Regions from separate parts of the Zea mays genome. Here region 1 is linked to region 2. Evidence: chromatin contacts called from public Hi-C data. All regions are on one chromosome and are shown on one strand. The core of a region is the stretch at or near the end of the contact, and the rest is flanking DNA. Distances in the headings are between cores, read along the strand shown. Region 1 holds the start of LOC100279563. Region 2 holds the start of LOC107648854 (putative pectinesterase/pectinesterase inhibitor 58).

Evidence for each region. A called contact is a pair of places that touch in the nucleus more often than the background predicts.
Region 1: a Hi-C map of endosperm shows a contact between it and region 2, with 2.6 times the contacts expected there. The contact joins the promoter of LOC100279563 here to the promoter of LOC107648854 in region 2. A contact is called at or near these places in 5 of 25 Hi-C or Micro-C datasets (bundle sheath, ear, endosperm and 2 more).

What each region holds. Positions count from the first base shown.
Region 1 is chr1:47,330,549-47,333,790 of Zm-B73-REFERENCE-NAM-5.0, reverse strand. It overlaps LOC100279563, which reads right to left and starts at 1,620. Exons shown (of 1, transcript NM_001367914.1): 1 at 1-1,620. The coding sequence starts at 1,436.
Region 2 is chr1:47,134,795-47,137,899 of Zm-B73-REFERENCE-NAM-5.0, reverse strand. LOC107648854 (putative pectinesterase/pectinesterase inhibitor 58) reads left to right here and starts at 1,672. Exons shown (of 1, transcript NM_001323628.1): 1 at 1,672-3,105. The coding sequence starts at 1,831.

The DNA of each region.
Region 1 (3,242 bases), core at 371-2,870, 200 kb before region 2:
GGCACAAGCAGCGCCTCCGGTGGCAGCAGCATGGATTGTGCGGTGGTGCTGCACGTTGGCCCTCGCCTGTTTGCAGGGCACCCACAAGCGCAGGTGCTGCAGGGGATCACTGAGTCGTTGTAGTACGCCGAGAAGGTCACACAACACTTGGGCTTGGCCCCCTTTGTCGTGGTAATGTTGCACACCACCTGCCATGTTGCCACAGCAAGCGTCGTCGAGTCAAGCCCGCTCGGGTCTGGGAACGCGGTTGGGCTGACAGGCACCGGCTGGCCACAGGCATAGTCCGGGTTCAGCGATGATGCACCCACGATCTTGAAATTAGCAGGGGGGAACAGCTTAGTCCGGTTCAGGTCTGGTGGCATCTTGAAAACTTGCATCTGGAACGCAGATTTCGACTGTGCCTCGTCCATGGACTTGGGCAAGATTGTCCCATTCCTGCAGCAATTGTCAATCTTCCCAATCTGAGTGTCGTTGTACCGGGACAGGGGCAGGTCAAGGATCACCGGCTTGCGGTCACAATTGAGCACCTGCGAAAAATCAAGGCTCTGGTAGTACTGCCCAGGCGCCCCACAGATACAGCCCGAGGTGTCCACCTCTGATGGGTGAGCTCCTTTCATTGAGTAGATGAACTCCCCACGCCGCCACTCCCACGACAGCCGCCAGTTGTCGAGGCGGCCGAGCTTGGCGTTGTTCTCGAGCGTGACGAGCGCAAGGTAGCTGGAGGGGTAGGCCTGGAGCACATCGTAGGTGATGACGAGGTCGCCGGTGCCGCGCGGCAGGAAATCCTTGGTCGGGTCGGTGGTGTTGGCGTCGATGGCAGTGGCGTTGGCCTCGGCCTCCGGCGTGAGGACGCAGCACGTGGACAGCACCCGAGCAGTGACGTTGGTCGCCGCCGGGCACGCGTAGGCCGGGTCGTCCAGCGACAGCGCGGTGGGGAGCGGCACGAACGGGCCGGGCCCGGCGAAGAGCGTGCCGACGATGCCGACGGAGGCCTGGATCTGCGACAGGTCCCCGGCGGTGGCGATGGGCGTGAGGAGGTCTGTATGCGGGTACCCGGAGAACGAGGTGGCGTTGCCGGCGTCCTCCGTGGTGTTGTACGGCAGGTCGCCGCCGCCCGTGAGCACGGCGCCGTCGACGCCGACGAGGATCTCGCCGTAGCCGAATGTGACGAGTGCCGCCCAGGACTTGAGCGGGCGGGTGCCGGAGTTGAGCACGGTGACGTTGGCGCGGAAGGCGTAGGGCTGCTTGTTCTTGTCGCTGACGAAGGGCCGGATCTTGGTGCGGTCCACGAAGTTGTAGGTCAGCTGGATGCCGTTGCAGCCGGGGTCGGGCGCGGGGGCCGCCGCAGCCGGCGTCGTCGCCCTCTGCGCCGCCGCGAGCCCCGCGAGCAGGAGAAGACCGAGGACCACAGCGTGGGGAGCTACGGAGCCAGCCATATCGCTGGATCGGGGGCGCGGGCGCGGTGGACTGGTGACTGGGGCTGGGCGGAAGCGCGGTGGCGAGGTAGATGAAGCGATCGGAAAGCGCGTGCACAGCTGGGAAAGGAAGATGAAGGGGGAAGGGGTGGTGGGTTTGAACTGGGGGAGCGGCGGCGTGCGTGCGTAGTAGCTTGAGTGCTGGTGCTAGCTACGCCTGTCGTCTCTCCCTCTGCTGTCTATCTATTACTAGTCCCTACAAAGAAATGGAGAAAACGATCGGTTTTTAACAAAACGGAGTGGGAATCGACGCCGGCAGGAAAAGAGACGAGACGACGAGGGGGTCCAGTTTCCAGTGGAGGGATGATGAGGAGCGTGAGTTGATGTTGATTGACGAGGGGCGTGTGGGTCCGGGCCCAGGAGGCAGTGACTCAGCGGACGCGGAGAGGCGGCGCCTGGTTGAAACGGTAGGGTTCGGTTCGGGCAGCGGCGCCGCGGACGGGCGAGATGCGCGGCAAGCCGTCCGATTCTAGCGTGCACGGCTGCGGATGGGGCTACTGTCGCTTGTAAAGTGGGGCCCGCGCATGTGCCGAGGAGAGGTTCAGGACGGCCGGGCCGTGGGCCGCGGCGCATGTTGGCATGTGAAAGTGAAGAGAAGCAAGGAGTGGGTCCAGGATTCATGGACCATGGTGCAGAGAGGCAGCGCGATGTTTCCAGGAACACGCTTTGGTGCACGCGGAGTTGGTAAGGAAATCGAGTCATTTTCTGTAAACAAATGGGAAGGCCTTTTGTACACACGGTCAGTTACCATGTTTCGGAAAAAGAACGTGCCCAGTCCCGTGCGTGTTTTGTTGGGGGCGGATAGACAGACGTGTATGTACTGGTGAGTATTTGCGACTAAAGTTAAAACTAGCAAATGCTTGTGTGTTTACTACGGTTTTCATTTATATTGACTATATTCTTTTGGATATGTCATCCCACAAACTAGTTAGCTAGTTAGTTCAAATCTTTGTGATGGTTATCAAGCACCAAAACAACTATGGGCCTGTTTGTTTCGGCTTCTGGCAACTTCTGGCCACCAAAAGCTGCTGCGGACTACCAAACACTCAGCTTTTCAGTCAGCTTCTATAAAATTTGTTGGGACAAAAACCATCCAAAATCAACATAAACACATAATCGGTTGAGTCGTTGTAATAGTAGGAATCCGTCACTTTCTAGATCCTGAGCCCTATGAAGAAATTTATCTTCCTCTACACGTAATCTTAATAATACTCAGATTCTCCCCACAGCCAGATTCTCCTCGCAGCCAGATTTTCAGAAAAGCTAGTCAGAAAAAAGCTGAATCAAACAGGCCCTATAACTAGTTTGCAACATTTTCAAGAGTTCATAAGAAACTAAGGTAAGATCAAGTCTAAGTACAATATGAATTGTTTTGAATATTTGATGTTTTAGATCACGTTTGCACCACTTGAGTTTTGATTTTGCAAATTTTTTAAATCTTTTCAAAGAGTTTCTTGTATGTATTTGGCCGAAAAAGATAAAAATTTCATTTTTCTCAAGAATTTATTAAGTTTGAAAATTTATCCCCATTTTTTAAATACTTTTGCTTTGGCCAAAAAGGGTTCTCCCCTTGAAAATTCCACCCTCATTTTGGAAAAAAAATTCTCCTTTTAGCTGTCAAGATGGTTTTTCTTAAAATAAAAAGATATCAAGTTTGAAATGATAAAAAATCAAAATAAGGTGGCGGTGTGGTCCTTTTGCTTTGGTCCTAATAATCCCCTCCCCCTTTGCATTAAGCACCAAAAAGAAGATAATTAAGAGAATATA
Region 2 (3,105 bases), core at 423-2,922:
CCATTTTCGGTCAGTGTCACGTGTCGTCCGTCCCCGGCGCCGAGCGACCGACGTTGCCTTCTTTACGGTAACCGATAGTGGACGTGGCCTTGTCAGCCATGGCTCAGAGTACTTACCCCTGTCATCATTAGTAATGACGTTGGGATTGGCAACTTGCGTCCGCGTCGAAATCGGCGGGGCCGCGTTCTGGACTCCTCCCGGATCTGCTGTGCGTACGAACGAAAGCGAAAACAGCGCTGTGGTGCTGGGATTTGTTGCTTGATCTCCTGCCATCCATCAGCCGCCCGCTTGAGCCGGAGCAAATGCATGCGTCGCCGGTCGAGTAGCTCTCTAGTTGTGTCCCGGGACTCCGTGGACCACGGAAACGTCTCAACTCCCAACCAGAGCGGAATGCGTTCTTGGTCCCCCCTCTCTCTCCCTGCTCGCTTCTGTGAAAGCGAAGGAACAGGCAGGGTTCCGCCATTCGTCTGGACTAGCTGCCTCATTTCGTTTTTTTTTTTGCTTTAATTGCTTATTCTGTCAGTGCTGCAACATGGGCACAAGTGCCGAGAACGCGATCTCATGCTTTGTTCATTTTTTTCATCTTTTGATTGAGGCGTAGCGTTGTACAGCAATGCCTCCTTCCTGAAGTATCCATGCTTCAGAGAAAAATATCAGTTTCGGCTAGAACAGTACGGACCCGCTTAGGGTTTGAGGTTTATCCTATGTAATTACCCTCTTACCTTTGTATAATTGGACAGACACAGCTAACTCATGCTATTAATACAACATTTAATCCTGATAGTATTATTGTTTCCTACATGGTATAAGTAGGTTTTCCTTTCTCCTTCCCTCCCTAATCCGTAGCCGCCGCTGCACAACCGCATCCGCCGCACGCCCCCACTTTCTTTCCTGTCGTGGACGCCCCAGCCGCGGCCTCTCCTCCCTAAGTAGCGGCCGTCTCCTTACCCTGCGCCCCCCTCCTCTCCCCTGTAGCTGCGGCCGCCACCACCACCGAGGTGACTGTTGACAACCCTAGCTAGAAATACCCTGAGCACTAGTTAGGTTTTCCTTTGTTATCTGCGTCGTCGATGTACTCTTCTTTATCCCGAGCACCGATGTGCACCTGTGATCGGGAGAGCATGTCTCCGGAACCTGTTGCCTTCGAGATTCTGTACCAGGAGAAGAAAAATAAGTTTTTTGAGAAGCGTATTCACGCGACTACTCATGTTTTTCTCGCCATCGACCACGTTGACCCTGCTAGCTTCCACGTTGTCAATCAGTATGTTCGATCGGTACTCATCATCTGATTTAATCTTATAATTCAGTTTATCTATTATGATATAAGTGTGTTGCATTCTTATAATTAGCATGTTAGGTTACATATTAGGTAACAGACACCGAGATTATCTCTGTACAGCAGTGTTGCCTTCTTATTAGATCATTTCCGCTGAAAGGCCGAAACGCGCGAGCCTGGCAAAACTTTTTCTAGAAAAAAAAAATCGCAAACAATTTTTTTCCGAACAAACGCTACACCAGTGACCGCCGTCCGTCGTCGTTGCTTGGCTCTCCCTTTACTTCGGCTCCAACGCCAATGCACAACCGTCCCTCTTCGCCATGTCCCAGTTTTGACGCTGCCTATAGCGCAGTATAAAAATTCGTCTCGATGCTCTTGCTCGGTACTCCAATTCACACCAAAACATAGAGTGTCGACTTTTCTATTGGTGTGATTGGGGGCACTAAATACCTACCACATTGCACTCAGACTACATATACTGTGTTTGTGTGTTGTATGCCGTATGCGTGTGTGAGCTTGCGCAAATTGGACATCTAGGCCGTGCGTACCCTGCGATGAAAGGCGCCGTCATCGGCGCATCGACCGTCCTGGTCGTGGCGGTGGTGGCCACCATCTGCGTCGTTTCCTTCAAAGGCAGCGGCGATGGCGGGAGGGCCGAGGAGGGCGAGATGTCCACGTCGGTGAAGTCCATCAAGTCCTTCTGCCAGCCCGTGGACTACAGGGAGACGTGCGAGAAGGCGCTGGAGGCGGCGGCCGGGAACGCCACCAGCCCCACGGAGCTGGCCAAGGCCATCTTCAAGGTGACGTCCGACCGGATCGCGAAGGCCGTGCGCGAGTCCGCCCTGCTCAACGAGCTCAAGCACGACCGGCGCACGTCGGGCGCGCTCCACAACTGCGGAGAGCTGCTGGACTACGCCATCGACGACCTCCGGACGACGTTCGACAGGCTCGGCGGCTTCGAGATGACCAACTTCAAGAGCGCCGTGGACGACCTCCGGACGTGGCTGAGCTCCGCGCTCACGTACCAGGAGACGTGCCTGGACGGGTTCGAGAACACCACGACGCCCGCCGCGGGCAAGATGCGCAAGGCGCTCAACAGCTCGCAGGAGCTGACGGAGAACATCCTGGCGCTCGTGGACGAGTTCTCCGAGACGCTCGCCAATCTTGGCCTGCCGAGCTTCCACCGCCGGCTCCTCGCGGAGCACGCCCGCGGCGCGCCCTCGTGGATGCCCGACGCCAAGCGCCGGCTGCTGCTGGTCTCCCCCGGCGAGAAGGGCTTCAGGCCCGACGTGACGGTGGCCAAGGACGGCAGCGGCGACTTCAGGACCATCAACGCGGCGCTGGCCAAGGTGCCGCTGAAGAGCGCCACCACGTACGTCATGTACGTGAAGGCCGGCAAGTACAGGGAGTACGTGTCCGTGGCCCGGAACGTGACGAACCTGGTGATGGTCGGCGACGGCGCCACCAAGACGGTGATCACGGGCCACAAGAGCTTCATGATGAACATCACCACCAAGGACACGGCCACGATGGAGGCGATCGGGAACGGGTTCCTGATGCGCGGGATCGGCGTGAAGAACACGGCGGGAGCCAAGAACCACCAGGCGGTGGCGCTGCGGGTGCAGAGCGACATGTCGGCGTTCTACGAGTGCCGGTTCGACGGGTACCAGGACACGCTGTACACGCACACGAGCCGCCAGTACTACCGCGACTGCGTCATCACGGGCACCATCGACTTCATCTTCGGCAACGCGCAGGTGGTGTTCCAGAACTGCCTCATCCAGGTGCGCAAGTGCATGGACAACCAGCAGAACATCGTCACGGCGCAG